2 separate regions of the Danio rerio genome follow, and region 2 is linked to region 1. Evidence: chromatin contacts called from public Hi-C data. All regions are on one chromosome and are shown on one strand. Each heading gives the region's core, a stretch centred on a gene start, on an enhancer-like site or on the middle of the called end of the contact. The rest is flanking DNA. Distances are from core to core; before and after follow the strand shown. Region 1 has its middle 4.2 kb from the start of mecom. Region 2 overlaps nyap2a (neuronal tyrosine-phosphorylated phosphoinositide-3-kinase adaptor 2a).

Region 1 (4,110 bases), core at 613-3,112:
TTATTTAAGAAAAATACAGACAGAATTGTAATTATTTTTTTATTAGTAATAATAATAATGAATAATAATAATAATGATTAAATAATAATAATAAATCATATTGCAAAGTTTTACATCAATACTCAAAATAATAAACAAGGGTGAAAAGGAAAGAAAAATGATGCAGAGAAAAATGTGCTGAGCAAGGGTAAGAATTATTTTAATACAGTTTTTACGACCGTAAAAACCGATTCACGCCGGTCATTTAATTAATATAATTATATTGGCATCACTTATCGGTACTATTTAACTCGGCAAAGTCATAATGCTTGTTGGTTTGGCAGAAAACATTACGCAGGGAAAAAAATAGGAGCAGGCTGCACAAGGCAGAAAAAGCAGCGGTGCCCCGGCGAGCAGTGCCCCTATGAGGAGGTGCGCGTAACGGGAGACCGAATGAACACGGGCGCATTCTTCATCCGTGGAGACTTTGCCAACGACTCCCTCTGCCCAGCCTCTCCGCTTCAAACAAGCGGAAACATTCCGTAACCACAGGCTTCACGGCAGAGAGAGGGGGTAGACCAGGCTGCAGCAAACACTGTGCATGCAATTCGTATTTTATTACATATGCATTTTTAACTTTACAGCCGCTGGTTGGCACATCTGTGCGCTGGTTGAGCTGTCTTAATCAGTATTTCTTAAAAGTGTTTTTAATAACTTCAGATTTCACAAAAGTTAAATTATAAGGTAATAATTACACACTTTAAATTTAATGAACGCTTGCAATAGAAACAGTAGCGTTACTTAAGTTCGGTAAAATATAATTATTGACAAAATAAACAACGTCATTATTTATCACATTACACAGAAAATAGCTTGCTGTTTGCTCTAACTACTTATTCTAAATGAGCTGAAACAACATAATTCTTGAGGTTTTGTTTTTGAGAATTTAATTGTTTTCTGTTCAACCTACTTACATTTGTTAAGTAAACTTAATCGATTTGTGTTGGGACAACATGAATGAATTGTATGGAACTCTGCATTTACAGTTTAGCAAATCTATCACAAATGATGTATTTGTTTAAAAGGTTTGCGTAAAGGGCGCCAAAAGACAATTCGGGTTGATCGAGAGGAAAAAACCACAACATATTGCAATAAAAAATTCCTATTCAAATTCCTTTACAAATGTGGATCCCCTGCAAGCTGCCGAATAATCCGCAGAAAATATATAGGTTGGGGCTTTGCTTGGCGAGCAGTATTCACACATCTGCGGTGGGGCTCTATGTCCAACAGCAACAATGTATGATTACTGTGAAATCAATGGAAGTGGAAAAAAGGGCTTTAAAAAAACAACGTTAATAACATCACGTCAGGCCTAAATGGTTTTAAAAGTATCCCAGTTAACAACTATTATGAAAATAGCATAACGGTGAAAGGTGATCTAACTGAAAGATATTAGCAAACTTCTAATTATGCCAATTGAGATGGCTATTTTTGAACATCAGATCAGCACCATTATGATTTAGGCTAGCCTGTCATATCTTATTTTGCAGAGAACAAAATCTCTTGATAGTCAATCCTATTGTTGTCTACAAAGCCGCAAAAGACAGCATAGAAACACTGGATATGACTTAAACAAGCACTGAAAAAAGCTAGGAGTAAAACTAGACCCAAGCCACAAGACGCTGATGGTGAAAACTCTCATTAAACTCTTCTCTGGGGAAAGACGTTGTGCTGATCTAGCATGTCTGTTCGTCAGTCATAAAAATCCATCGCTATCCTATAAATAAATCAGAATCATTCATATGTTGTGTATCGCGTGCTTTGAGTGAAAGGGTATTTAGTAATTGAAGTGCTCGCAGCACAGCCAAGATTGAGTTTTATGCCCTCACCGAGCGCGCGCTCGCGGAAAAACTGCAGGCTGCACGAGCTCGAGCGCAGGACTCTACGTTTGCCTCTTGTAGTCAATGGAGGGAAAAGGCAGTTTCAACGATTATATAACCGAGTAACAAAGAAAAAAATATATCCGAATGTATGTTATTTAGCTAAAATCACTTTGAAATATTTTTGTATTGATATAAATTATAATAAATTGATGAAGTAGCCTGGTGATCACAATGGGAGCAACATTTTAGATTTATATTCCGATTTTCTGAAATGATATCCTACATAATAAGCATGCAAACAGAACATATACTAACATGTTTTGTAAAAACAATTAATACTATTATATAACCCGACAAAATAATTAATTACAAAGAAACTAAAACAACTACCAAGGAGCACCATTATAATTAGTAAATCCTAATAGACACAACAAAGGAACAAAAATTGAAACAAATACAAATAATTCAATATATTGTGCAATCAACAATGAATAGCCTATTCTTAATAATATTAGGTTAGATTTAAGTGCATCAAACGCGTGCACCCTAAATGCTGAATTGTATTAACATCTGAGTTAAATATGAACAACCCCAACAGTTGGATTAAAAAAATTAAATAAAACTTAATGTAAAAAAGCAAACGTTGGGTTTGTTAATATTTGACCCAATGTTGGTGTTTCCACACTAAATATTTCCCACAGCATTAACGAGGCGCATTTTCCCCGTTATGCAATGCGTGAGTTTTAAACACGGTTTATTAATGAACATTTACTGCCATCTAGTGACAAAAACGGGCATTGTGCATCATATCAAACATTTTTCCTAATTTAAGACTTTGAATTGATTCATAATTATACGATCTGTGCCCATCTGTACGCTCACTATCAGAAGTGAAAGGGACCTGCGTGAGTAATGCCAACTGTTGCCTCATTGACCGGCCTTCCTTTGATTGACATCTATTGGAGGAGAATGGTCTGCTTGCAGCTACTCTTCCCGGCAACTGACTATCAACAAGGATTACGATGCGCTCTCAAGACAATCTGTGGACGTATTTATGGCCTCGCCAGCTTTATAGGCAGCCGTTTATCCTAAAGCACATAAACACCATGCTCATCCATTCCCACGGGCTCCAGCGTGAAGATTCCTGACAACTAATCAATTCGGACAGTCGAACAGAATTATTTATCTCCTTTTCCAGTAAAATAGACAGTTGCTATGTGCGGCAATTCCCGGTTGCGTGTGTTTTTATGCAAAGAAAATGCAGTTGAGACATATACTTAATTTACTTGTCAAAATCGTTCAACACTTAGTATACTAACTTGAGTTCAACCTCATGTATAAAGTTGCACTCAAAACAAATAATCTGGCTGGTTGTTCAAAACTACTTTTTTTAAATGAGCTTAATCAGCACAATTTTGAGCGTTTTTTGACAACTTTTACTTTACTTTATTGTCCAAAAGTGGAAATTTATCTTTGGCTTCACCACACAGACACATCAGCGTTCACATTACACACATCGCAGAAAAAAAACATGCAACACAAACACATTAAATGTCATCACATATATCACATAAAAAAAGAGTTTTTGTTCAATCAACTTAAATTTTGCAAAAACAGTTAACTTAATTAATTTGTGTTGGGACCACATGAAGGGATTGTGTGGAACATTGACAGCGATATTTAGGAAAATTACTTTTTTTTTGTTTATTCCATGCACAAGAATGAATAATTTTATTCTGAGCAAACTAATGTTGATTATAAAATCTAATGATTTACAAACAATAAAACGTTATTTAGTGGTAATTGTTTACTGTATGGGCCTTAAAGGAATAACTTTACAGGAATAACCAGCATATTTGAATTTATTTATTGAATGAGATAGCCCCTTGAGATGAATCATCTCATTTTCAAGGGAGTCCCTAAAAAGTAAATATTTCAAACAATATTCATGTAAAGATATATTAAACAACGGTAAATTATCAATATAGATTACAGAACATATACAAAATACTTATAAATTAGCTTTTTAAATATTTATGCTTTCCAATGCATGATTCATCTTGGTTTTTACTGATTTTTCAGCAAGACACTTCTAATCTTTTAATATATAATCTTTGTGATCTCTTATTCTGACAATAGCTGTTGGTCAGAATGAAAGATCTAATGGAGGAGCTGAAAAACCCTGTTAACATTTCTGTTTTTTTTTTTTTCATTTTCTTTCTTTAAAAATCACTTATTCCTCATTTAT
Region 2 (4,110 bases), core at 1,078-3,577, 110 kb after region 1:
TTCTGTAATCACACTACAATAATCATCTGGTTTATTTCATGCCATAGATTGTATAACAGAGAATATATGGGTATATATATTATATATGGAGAGAGAAAGCCATTCCTGGACTGGCTGAAGTTATAAAATGAATCTGAGATGCAATCGATGAAAAGCATTATGATACAATTCTGTATTACATGGAACATTTCACAATCTTAGTTGAAATGCTATATGAACTGAAGTCGCTCATGACTTTTATAATAAGCATATGGCTTCAGTCACCATACACACTCACGGGATATGCTGGCTGATGTCACCTTCAGTTCATAAGTCCATAAGTGTCAGACAATATAGCTAAGCATGCGTCTATACAGACGACACGGACACACATTCAGATACTCTTGCCAGCTGAAATAATTGAAAAGCTTTCATCTGTTAGTAAAGCAATTTCCCTAATGTCTTCAGAGCCAGTGAAAGATGTGATGAATGTGACTGCTAATGGATCCCCTGTGAGGGAGAGAGAGATTAAAAGAGAGATGGAATGGAAAAATACAAAGGAAAAAGGGGTTGATTGTGTGAAAGATGAAAGGAACGCAGGAATAAACATAACTAAGAAATGTCAAGTTTAAGCATATATAGTAGTGGTGGTGTAAGGGATCATACTACGGTTTCTGAGTCATGGATTGTACCACTTTTTGGATCAGCAAAAAAAAGGAGCGAACAAATGTCATTTGCTTTACATTTATTACAAAAACAGTACTACAAGAAACTTTTGGTTTAAACCACTTGCTACTGTTGCTGATAATGCTAAATGTATAAAACTTAAAACATAATCTTGTACATTTATTTTTTAGTCTCGTTTTCAATTAATGGTTCAATAATTCACTCATAAAACATTGTTTTTCGTTACTAGATGTATTATTTTTGAAGAACTATTCAGTGACATTTTTTGATGGTTGTTTGTCGCCATCTATTGGTTAACCAATGTATATGTTACAACTTTTAACATTACGTTGCAACAGGGTTTCTGCAGGTTTAAAGTGAAATTTAGAACTTTTAAAGACCTCTTCAAGACTATCATGAATGAAGTTTTAGACTTAAACACAGCTAAATATTAAGGATGTTTTCTGATGGCCCTTTTTTTGCTTGCCACAACAGCAAAAAAAAATCTAATTTGGTTATTTCTGATCCACATATTCTAATGTGGGCGAGGCAGTGGCGCAGTAGGTAGTGCTGTCGCCTCGCGGCAAGAAAGTCGCAGGGTCGCTGGTTTGAGCCTCGGCTCAGTTGGCATTTCTGTGTGGAGTTTGCATGTTCTCCCTGCGTTCGCGTGGGTTTCCTCCTGGTGCTCCGGTTTCCCCCACAGTCCAAAGACATGCGGTACAGGTGAACTGGGTAGGCTAAATTGCCCATAGTGTATAATTGTAATTTAATAGTTGCAATTAGCTTACAATTTAAACGTTAAGAGATTATTGAACTATGTTTTAAAATAAAATACTACTTAATCTTTCTGTCAACAATTACAAGCTTAATTCAGACTGTTGTTTGTATTAATTTGTGACGTTTTTAACAATATCTGAGTGAAATTTGTTTCTACACCAGTTTTTCAGTTTTGTTATGTATGCATTTTGTCTGGTCAGATTAGATATAAAATTAAATTAAATTAAAATTGCAATTATTTTTGTATTTTCTATTACAATACAATCTTGTATACTGCTCATTTTGGGAAATCTGATTATTAGGTGTGTATAAATAATACAATTAGCAATTAGTAACTAGTAATAATAACATAAGATGTATTATTAATATTCATATATATAATTGTAATTTAATAACTGCAATTTAAATGCTGAAAGATTCTTGGGGTATTTTAAAATAAAATACTAAATCTTTCTACATCAGAATTTCAAGCTTAATTCAGTCTACTGTATGTGTATTTATTTGTGACGTTTTCTAGCAACTTCTAATTGAGATTTGTATCACCACCAGTTTTTTTTTTAGTACTGTTGTGGAAAAAAAATAATTATTTTTGTGTTTTTTTTATAACTTTGCAATCTTGTAAACAGGCTCATTTTGGGGAATCTGAATATGGTTTTGGCTCAGTAGTGACATCTAGCGTTAATATATTTACACAGCAGTATTATTACAGATCAAAGCACTCACGCATGAAACTGCTAAATCGTTCTTATGAAAACAGAGAGCTGAGTCATACTGAATGCTGAAATCTCTACCTCTTTTTTTCTGTTTTGCAGGAGAAAGTAAAGGTAGAAGTGACAGTAGGGACAGAGCCCTTCGCAGCTCTTCTCCGAAATCCCAGGATTGGGAAACGCCCACAGGACAATCATCCACGCCCACAGCCACGCCCAGTCGCTTTGGCCGCTCCTCCATTAGCCCGACCACCATGCTCGGAGGTACATCCAATTATTCGTTCATTCATTCATGCAATTTCCTTCGGTTAAGTCTTTATTTTCAGAAGTCGCCACAGCAGAATGAACCGCCTGCATCTAATTAATGTGAGAAAATCTGAAAACATAAACATTAAACAAAGTCTGTATCACAAAAAATTCCAATTACTATTAAACCGTGAAGTATTTCATCGTCATTTTACAATTATTTGACAATAAAAATAATAATAAACATGGTAGTTATTTAATCAAACTTTTATTAATAAAAATGTATGTGTCACACTATAATAGTAATAAAGAACTTTATGATAATTTAAATGTATATATTAATGAATATTTAATCAAATATAAAATGATAATATATATTTAAGATTTAACAATCTTACTAATTCATACTAAAATGTTAAGTATTTCATTATCATCATAATAATTATTATTTAACCAAATATGTAATAAATTAATACAAATATATGATAAAAATTCTGTTACAGTGTTATAACAATATTAAATGCATAAATAAAATAAATAAATAAATGCATAACTAAATAAATGTGTACATAAATTCACAAAGAAATAAAATGTTAAGTATTTCATAATAATTATTTTAATAATTATTATTTATTATTTAAACAAATATGTAATACATTAATACAAATATATAATAAAAATTATGTTACCATATTATAACAATAACAAATACATAAATAAATAAATGCAAAAATAAATTAATAAAAAATGCATAACGAAATAAATGCATAAATAAAATGTTATTTCATAATCATCATTTAATACTTATTTATTATTAATTAGCCAAACAAGTAATAAATAATACAAATATATAATAAAAATTATGCTACAGTATTAAACAATAATAAATGCATAAATAAATAAATAAATAAACGCAAAAACATTAATTAATAAATAAATACATAACTAAATAAATGCAAACAAATGCACAAATAAATAAAATGTTAAGTATTTCATAATCATAATAATAAAAATTCTGTTAACATATTATAACAATAATAAATGCATAAATAAATAAATGCATAAATAAATGCAAAAATAAATAAATAAATGTATAACTAAATAAATGCACAAATAAATAAAATATTAAGTATTTCATAATCATCATTTTAATAACAAATATTATTATTTAATCAAATATGTAATAAATTAATACAAATATATAATAAAAATTCTGTTACCATATTATAACAATAACAACTGCATAAATAAGAAAATAAATGCATAAATAAATAAACAAATAAATAATAAATAATTGGCAAGTTCTATTTTATACATATATAAGCATCATGAAATTAATCTGTTTCCATCACTTAAGACACTCCAAAACACTTTTATCATAAACTGCTAATGTGAAAACATTCATTCATTCATTTTCTTTTCGGGTCAGTACCTTTATTAACCTGGGGTCGCCACAGCGAATTGAACCGCCAACTTATCCATCATATGTATTATGCAGCGGATGCCTTTCCAGCTGCAACCCAACACTGCGAAATAATGTGAAAAGAGTCCTCACAATTTTACAACCCAGTTAAACAATTTCCCATTCTCAGGCATTGTAAGAATGCAGTGTTTTCAATGTGATTTCATGGCATCTTTTTCTCTACCTTTATAGAACCAAAAGCCGGTTGTAAACTCGGTCGCTCTGCGTCCACATCAGGAGTCCCGTCTCCAGTGGGAACACCCCAAAGACACG

Evidence for each region. Hi-C and Micro-C count contacts between places; a contact is called where the count stands out from the background.
Region 2: a Hi-C map of an unstated tissue shows a contact between it and region 1, with 2.1 times the contacts expected there. The contact joins two enhancer-like sites. A contact is called at or near these places in 6 of 18 Hi-C or Micro-C datasets (caudal fin, embryo, hematopoietic stem cells and 1 more).

What each region holds. Positions count from the first base shown.
Region 1 is chr15:38,334,284-38,338,393 of GRCz12tu, forward strand. No RefSeq gene overlaps it. Among named protein-coding and RNA genes, the nearest start is that of mecom, 4.2 kb to the left of the region's middle. Within about 2 kb of position 1,863, at least 3 of the 62 cell types and tissues checked have an H3K27ac peak or open chromatin away from gene starts, as enhancers often do.
Region 2 is chr15:38,447,829-38,451,938 of GRCz12tu, forward strand. It overlaps nyap2a (neuronal tyrosine-phosphorylated phosphoinositide-3-kinase adaptor 2a), which reads left to right. Exons shown (of 7, transcript XM_001340889.8): 5 at 2,235-2,393; 6 at 4,030-4,110. Among named protein-coding and RNA genes, the nearest start is that of nyap2a, 69 kb to the left of the region's middle. Within about 2 kb of position 2,328, at least 8 of the 62 cell types and tissues checked have an H3K27ac peak or open chromatin away from gene starts, as enhancers often do.